Linked DNA regions of Sus scrofa: region 1 is linked to region 2. A link is a contact called in public HiChIP or PLAC-seq data. All regions are on one chromosome and are shown on one strand. The core of a region is the stretch at or near the end of the contact, and the rest is flanking DNA. Distances in the headings are between cores, read along the strand shown. Region 1 has its middle 44 kb from the start of XKR5. Region 2 holds the start of ANGPT2 (angiopoietin 2).

What was found. HiChIP or PLAC-seq counts read pairs in DNA pulled down with a chosen protein or histone mark.
Region 1: an H3K27ac HiChIP or PLAC-seq map of alveolar macrophages shows a contact between it and region 2, with 4 times the contacts expected there. The contact joins the enhancer-like site here to the promoter of ANGPT2 in region 2. A contact is called at or near these places in 10 of 47 Hi-C or Micro-C datasets (brain, embryonic fibroblasts, epiblast stem cells and 6 more) and 2 of 2 datasets of contacts at active chromatin or transcription factors (alveolar macrophages and skeletal muscle).

The regions. Positions count from the first base shown.
Region 1 is chr15:37,852,748-37,856,936 of Sscrofa11.1, reverse strand. It overlaps a transcript of AGPAT5 not described here. Among named protein-coding and RNA genes, the nearest start is that of XKR5, 44 kb to the left of the region's middle. Within about 2 kb of position 2,931, at least 5 of the 83 cell types and tissues checked have an H3K27ac peak or open chromatin away from gene starts, as enhancers often do. A contact at or near this core is called in alveolar macrophages, where this site is marked.
Region 2 is chr15:37,591,958-37,596,294 of Sscrofa11.1, reverse strand. It overlaps ANGPT2 (angiopoietin 2), which reads left to right and starts at 2,078. Exons shown (of 9, transcript NM_213808.1): 1 at 2,078-2,692. The coding sequence starts at 2,405. All of the region lies in intron 12 of MCPH1 (microcephalin), which reads right to left.

The DNA.
Region 1 (4,189 bases), core at 1,682-4,181, 260 kb before region 2:
TTCCCTCTCTGCAACTCTTGGAAACTGTCCTCTTGCTTTAGGCTTACGGTGGATATCTTTCCCCTGGTGTCCGAAGAGAAAGCAGAAATCTCTATTTCTAGGTATTTTGCAGAGAGGGAGAACCAGCCTCTCCAGCCCACATCAGCGTGGCCTCCACCCATGGTCCAGCAACACCTAGGCTCTTCCTAAGAGAAGGAAGCCCTCAGTCACCCAAAGGCAGCATTGTATCCTAGCTGGAAAAGCCAGCCTTAAGTTACAGGGTGTGAGACTCTGAAAGTGGGAGGCCCGGGCCCAGTGTGAGGTCAGCGGCACACAGGTTATCATCCATCACCAGCATTTACCATCTGTGCCCTCTCCCCTCCTCCACACGATAGGGATGGAGTCGGACAGTGACACAGGTAGTTGTAGACGTCCCAGTAGGGAACCACGGCTAGAGAAGGAAACTTAGGGAAATTTGGGAGCCCACTGGAAGATAATAATCCCTCAAAAAAGCCATTAGGACATCTCGGAATGAAGCAGGCTTACTTAAATATAAAACCATAACTAAAAGTAAGAGATATGCCTCAGGTCATTAAGTGAAAGATACAATGAGGCCTGCACTCAAGTTCTGCAAGATAATGATCCTTAGGACCAAGGACAGGAGTTCAAGGGAAAGATGACTTTCCAAAGTAGGAGATCCTCATTATATGGAAACCTGAGATGAGTCAACATATTTTAGCAGATGTTACCAGCCTTCTTCTGATTTGAATAAGTGCTATATAGTCTTAGTTTGACCTCATAGGATCAGATACTCTCTTACCAGATACCAAGGAAGAGATAGTGATGTAAGCCTGACATCTAATCAAGGAATGAGTGAAAGAGACCTTTCCCCTTCCTCACTTTCTTTGGATTATAAAAATGCGACCCACTTAATCATAGAGGCAAAGCCTCCTTGCCTGCCTGCTTGTATCTCTCACAAGTGTCCTATCTTAATAAATCTATTTCTTGCCTATCACTCTGTCTCTTGCTGAATTTCTTCTGCACTGAGACACAAAGAATCTGAACCTCAGTGAGTCCAGACTCCAAGTGAGTGATTCTAACTAAAAAGCCATGGGTTCAATTTCTAATCTGGCTTCTGGCTGGGTTCGAGTCAGAGGTATTTTCGGTTTCATACGGGCCTCATTATTACATCCAAACACCTCCTGTGTCAGAATCACCTGACAGGTCATTTAAAAAGTGTCCTGAGCTCCTCTCAGACCTACCAACTCAGCTTCTGGAGGATAGGCCATTTAAGGACCAGGCCCCAGGGGTCACTCAGCCCATCTTTCCCTACACCATGAGGCAGATGTCAATAGAAAATTTACCAGTCAATCTAAGAAAGAAATAGAAAATTTTATTCAAGCCAGATTTAAGGATTATAAACTGGGAAGAGCATTTTAGAAAGCTCCCAGAACTGTCTTGCCCTTTCAAAGTCAAGGCATGGTTGTGTAAGTTTTGGAGGACAGGACTGCTTATCAAATGACAAGAATTATTGACAGTTTACACAATCCAGATCTAAATGCCCTGAAGTGCCTTATAAGATCAAGAAGAAAGTTTATCTTTAAGGAGTGGTCTTACTGATGCTGGGGAGGACATTGCTCTTCATGGCTGAGCAGGTATTGTTGCTAAAACCCAGCCTCTGCTCACTGGTATAGAATAGAAACACAGAGACAAAGTTTTGGGTGAAGGAGAAAAAAAAAAAAAAATAGCTTTATTGCTTTGCCAGGCAAAGGAGGGTCACAGCAGGCTAAGGCCCTGAAGACTATGCCCCTCTTGGAAGAGACTGGGAGATGGTTTTTATAGTGTGGGGGAGAAAAATAGGGCTGCAGATAAAGATCAGTGTAGACAGCAAGTTTTCAGTGTTTTTCAAAGGTGGTGATCCTTCTTTCTGGAATGAAGACCACTTCATGGAGTTCCCGTCGTGGTGCAGTGGTTAACGAATCTGACTAGGAACCATGAGGTTGCGGGTTCGGTCCCTGCCCTTGCTCAGCGGGTTAACGATCCGCGTTGCCGTGAGCTGCGGTGTAGGCCAGTGGCTACAGCTCCGATTCGACCCCTAGCCTGGGAACCTCCATATGCCATAGGAGCAACCCAAGAAATAGCAAAAAGACAAAAAAAAAAAAACAACCACTTCATTAACATCTTCCATTTGTTGGGGGTTGAAGAATTCAAAGACATTATCTATATTCCTTGAGGAGGGACCAGGACCCTGCCCCCAGGCTGCACTATTGTCTCTCGACTTCTCCTCCCTGGTCTCTGCATCCCCTCCCTTCCCTGATTAGCAACTGTTTGAACTTTTTTGGAACTCAGATAAATTCATGGAATTCTGAAGCCCATTGCCCCCAAACAAGAAATGGGGGACACAGAAATGCTTGTGTGCCCAGGAGCCCCACAGGTCCCTGCTCAGTTTCAGCATTTCTGCCGATGGGGAGGTTTGGTGGATGCACAATGCAGATACACCACACTGCGAGGAGGCCAAAGGGCAGAGAAGACTTTGTTGTTTTTCTTGCATTGCCATAAAATCTGAATTTTATTTCACACAGGGGTGACTAATACCAGCTGTAAGCTCTGGGGAGCTATTCTCCTACAGAAGGCAGAGTGGATGGAGAAGTTCAGGCCTGTCCTCTTAAAGTTGGGAAGCAGGTGGGAAGCAAGGTGCATAACCGAACAAGCCGGGGCCTAGGAGAGAACCTAAGACCTGGGCCTGGCCGCAGGGCAGCTACAGCATCCCTTCCCTTCGTGTTACGGGATGTCTTGCTGTTACTGCTGTGGTTTTTCCTTGCGGAATCTTCCTATTTAAATTCATCACATTAAATATCTGGATTCGGGCCCAGTCCTTCTGTCCAGGCACAGCCTCAGCCTCAGCCTCTAGCAGCCAGTCATTTCTCCGTTCACCACTAGATGGCGCCCACTCAATGGTCTGGGATCCTCGCCCTCCGAGAGCTGGGTGGTGGCCCCCACTTTAGCTGGGAGACAGGTTAGAAGAAAGGGGCAATGGTCAATTTATTTAAATCAACTTACTGACATAAATCTATTCGGTGAATGTAAGTATAAACCATGTAATATTACAAAACAAGAGGTTTATGTAATCTGGATATAAAGGAAAATCGATACCGCTTTAAATGAAAAAAAAAAAAATCACATGGAAATGAAACATATACAAGAAATCACTAGTATGTGCGAGGTGAAGATTATTCAGTCACATTTTACTCACCACTGGGGATAATTAGAGGCATCTGACACGGAGATGAGTTTAAATAGAAAAACTAATACATTGCTTCACACTTTTGAAGATTTTCATGTACTTCTTAAAACACTTGCTCAATATTGAAGAAAAACTATTGTAGTTTTATATACTTGGAATGCAGGGTGAACCATGAAGCCTATTCTATGTAATAGGAGACTGTTGGTAAATTTTGGGGTCGTGAAATGTTAAATAGCAGACATTAGAGACAATGAAAGATTTTATTTTTTTCTTTTACTTTCATCCAAACACACCCTCTTGTGAAAAACATAAAAGCATGCACATTGATTGCTTCCTTTGAAAGAAAAACCAAGGGATAACTAAGCTGTAAATCAAGAATAACAGAAACAAAAGCTTAAACTGATATTATGCAAAAAGATTTACAGGTAGATATAGGGCTCTTAATTCTAGAAAATAATAATTCAAGTCATATCAATACATGTTAAAAAGAAGCTTCTAATTGTCCGAGTATTTTGATACAAAAAAACACTTTTAAACAAATATTTTATAGACCTCTTGTGAAAAGAATACAAGGATAGTTATAAGAAACATGATGTTCAAATGATCTTAACGCAGTTCATTTTGACTTCTTCAAATCACATATAATCAACATAATTCCCACGGTACTACTGCTTCTTAAAACTTAAATGTAGAACATACCCATGACATTCAAAGTAAGTTATACAACTTACATTATTTTGATCTAATTAGAAGTAGGCTCCAACTTTAGGACTGTTAAAAAAACTAATAAGACATGGAACTGATCTAAATTGCACTTTAATAAGTAGAAGAAAACAGCAATTTGGCATGAGAACATGTCTCAAAAGTTTTACCTGCACCCCATTGAAAATTAGGCCAATTGTATCCTGTGGGAATGTGTGTGCATGTGCACACACACACACACACACACACACACACCCCCCCAAC
Region 2 (4,337 bases), core at 829-3,328:
CTTTTTAAACCACCATATTTGGCTGGAAGGCAGAGGGGTGATTTTTAAAACCACACACGCAATATTAATACCTTATAATATGTGCTTTCAAACGAGGAAGAAACTTAGAAGAAATGTGACTGTCGTGTTCCTGCTTCACATTCACCCAGAGTACAACAGTTGTAACATCTGATGGTGCAAGAGCTAATTCCCATTTAATGGAAGTGCTGATAAAGGAAGTGATAGTCCTAAATAACATGCATTATTCCATATCATTTAAATTCTAAAAGTGCTACAGAGAAAGAGTCATCTCATTCCACAAGTAGGGAAACGCAGACTTAGAGAAGTTAAACATTTGCTTCAGACCTCAGTGAATCAGGGTTCTAACACTGGCCCTGTCTTCCCTCTATGGTCAGTGGTCCAAGTAAGGTGTATTTAATTTGCTCCTGTGGTGGAAAGCATGTACCAGAATTGAGATCTAGCTTTCCTTGAGCCATGGAGCCCTTCGATAGCCAGGGGAAGTCTATGAACCCTTTATCGGAAATGGGCTGTTTTATTCAGACATTAAATAACAGGATCTTGGGGGCAGATTACGTAAAAATGTAGTGCTGAGTGCAGTAACAGCTTGACTTATCATGACAAAAATATGTGATGCCTATTGGTGGCCAGAGATATTGACCAGGGTTGCTTGTGACCTACTCATAGCTAAAAGCAAGGCTATATTTTCAGTTAGACTTTGGTGAAAAAGACATCTTTTTCTGTCAAGGCTCACAGACCCCACGAATTCTGTCTGTGGACCTCAGACAGGTCCCTGCTCTGGGGGTAACCTGGGAGCCAGTCCTTGCATGAGAGGGACCTTTATAAAGGTTTAACTAGGTCTCTTGAAACAGAATTCCCTATACAAATCTCATAGTCATCCAAGAATGAAAACCCTAAAAATCTTCTGAAATCTGGCCTTGCATGATTGGACTGCCCGACACTGGCTTTACGGGTAGATGAGGTCTGTCAGGTCAGTGCTGGACGGGCCTGGAGGCAAATCTCAGGCAACGAGGTGTGAAAAGACCATGCCAGGCTCCATGTTCCCTTGTGCACTCTGGCTGGTGAGTGAGCCAACTGTCAGTCTCTGAAGTGCTAAGTTTTAGCTCCAGGAAGGAAGGAACACAGAGGGTTTACGGAGCCACAGAATTGAAACAGAAGAATCTTGGGAGTTAATGCAACCTCTGAATTTTACAGATGAGGATTTAGAGCTTAATTAAAAAGGAGTGATTTGCCTTCGACCCTAACTGTGGCTGATTTAATTGATCCTGGATAGTATGTTACAAAATGATGGGATTTGAGCAAACCCTGACCTAATAAAGGAGAAGCTTATGTATGCCTCTCTCACCCTCCTCTTATTTAAACTGTGATTTCTCTATGTATTATAATTTAGAGGGCCATTAATCAGTCCAGCATATTTTAAATTTACTTTGAATACTGAAGTGGATATTTTGTTTAAAAGATTAAATGTCAGAGCTCAAAAACTTGATTTTCCTAACCCAATTTAATAAAGTGAGATGTTTCTATCCAATTGTTTTAAGATGAAAATTCTGCATTCTTAAGCTAGTGGTTCAAAAATCAAGTAATACCAAGGAAACTATTTTCCCTATGAAAAAGGCAAAGAGTTTATAAGAGCAAGACTTCTTCCTTTTTGTTGGTAATAACAAAAATAAACCAAAGTCCTGACATATTTGTAGTATTTTTATTCCTAAAGGAAAAAACAGGAACTTTCATTGTACTTTAAAGTTATTGCCCCAGATATTTTACCAGCTCAGCCCTGTGAAATCAGTTTCAGACACAAGAGACCGCCAAGCTCTCTCTAGGAAATACTCAATTAGGGTGGTGCCTCTGAAATACCCAGGGGTCCTGTAACTGATGGGCTTTTCCCAGAGGGCTTCTACAGCCTATAGCCCTGCCTGGACAACACACACCACACTCGGATTTTTCCTGTTGCCTGCCTAGTGACCCCCTACAGGAAGATAACGGACAAGCCGGGAGGGGAGGGCGGGGCAGCCAGCTACACATGTCTGGCTCTCTTATCAACTTATCATATAAGGAAAGAAAGTGATTGATTCGGATCCTGACACCGCAGAATCTGGGGGAAGCAAGACAAAGGCGCATTAAGTCTGATCTGGAAGGCGAATGCAGCCTTCACAAGGGAGTAGGATTATTCTTCCGACTGCAGTCTGACAGTTTACTGGGGACCAGAGAGGAGAAAGCGGCATCAGAAACCAAAGTTGCTGCAGGGAAAGAGGGAAGCGGGAACTTTCATTGATGGACCCTGAGCCATGGCAGCAGAGCCCCGTGCCTGAGAGGGCAGCTTAGCACCCGGGAGCCTCCCGTGCCTTGCACTTTGCTAAACGGAGGTTGATTCCCACAGAGGAAAAGAATGTGGCAGCTTGTTTTCTTCACTCTGAGCTGTGATCTCGTCTTGGCTGCAGCCTATAACAACTTTCGGAAGAGCATGGACAGCACGGGGAAGAGGCAGTATCAGGTTCAGCACGGCCCCTGCAGCTACACGTTCCTGCTGCCTGAGACGGACAACTGCCGCTCCCCTTCCAGCTCCTACGTGTCCAACGCGGTGCAGAGGGACGCGCCGCTCGACTATGACGACTCTGTGCAGAGGCTGCAAGTGCTGGAGAATATCATGGAAAACAATACCCAGTGGCTAATGAAGGTAGGAGATCACCTTTCCTTGGTTCGGCTAAGACGGGCGGGAGAGGGCGGTGATCAGGCAGCAGAGGAGAGAGAGGCTGATACCTATGAATGAATTGCCACTTCTTTCATTCTTCCCTGCTGTGTAAAGCAGTCGTGGGTGGAAAGGGACAAGGATTACTGGGGGAGGACACCAGGATAGATGGAGAAAAGTCTCTAAAGTCAGGAATCATTAGAAACAGAGGAAGCACACTTCTCTGCACAAGTGTGGGCTGTTTTGTTTGTGTAAGTAGTTTATGCTCATAAAACCCATTACCAGGGATGTTATAAACCGGCCGCAGGCACAGGAGGGAAGCTGCAAGCAACAGCAGCGCCGGAGCCAGGAAAAACGTGACAATCATGCTAATTACTGATACATAACGGATGGAGTAAAGTGCTTTACCAATTTCCTGAATTTATTTACTAAAATAGACGGGGACTCTTGGTAAATGAGAGGAAATTAAATAAAGCAGGGCTTACGCTTCTCAGAACCTTGGGGGCTTTATCCCAAGGGTTTGCCATTTGCAAGTGGGGGTGAGTTTCCAGGCGTCTGAGGGGGTTCAGCGCTGCAGCTCCCTTCAAGCACCCTTCAGTTTCTTGATCAGTTTTGAAGGCAACCCCATGTGGGCGGGCGTGCAGGGTGCTTGGCTGCAAGAGGGTCATGTTCCTGGGGCTCAGGTGATTTCACTGTTTCAGACTTTTCAGAAAATTTAACTCAAATGTGATACTGAAAGCTCAGGTTTCCTTTCACAAGCCATCACTTTCACATGTAAGGCTATTTATATGAGACCCAGAATCACCCCGGAGTTTTTCTTGATAAGGACTACTTATATTCTAAAGGAGTTTTGAACAAATTGCATACATAGATTAGCCATTAACTATTGCAGTGACATCATAGCACAATGCTTACACAGCAGAGAACGTGACCATTGAAAGCAGAGCTGTTTTCCCCCATTCAAAACTTTGCCCCAGTCTTTCATTTCTCCGTAAACCTTCTCTTAGGACACCTTATCTTAATCTCAGAATAGATCTCGGCTCATAATCTGTGTTTCTCATTAGCTCTCTTACCTTCGGAGAGGAAATGACCAAGTTATTACTTTGGTCCTGAGCCGAGATGAATGAAAGCCCTCAGCACTGCATTCAGTGTAACAAGAGGGGTCGCTTCAAATCAAAGAACAGAAAACAACAAAAACGTATCAGAAAGACTTGCTCCAGAGTACAAAACTCATTAGTCCTATCTCTGTAAGCACAATCCCTTCTGGGCAAATTCTCCAGTAATTTTCTCTCCTTTCCTAAGAAGATCCCTGCAGTGCTCTTTAAATCTTCCAAAATTCATAGATGTGCAGATAACAGTGTTAAACTTAAAAAGCACACAGCAACACAGGCTCAAATATTTGAAAGACAGACTACATCCTAAACATCTGCTCATGCTGCCTTCCCATTTCTTTCTAAGTTGTCACGGCTCAGGTAGAATAGCTTCCCTTCCTCTCCCGTGGCATGGGTAACTCCAGGGCCAACAGTCACAGTGAGAGATGAAAGATGCGCCATTGTAGTAAACATTCTAATCTGCCGAACTGGTAAATCATCTCTTAAAATAAATAGTCAAGAAACAAAAAAGAATGTTTTGC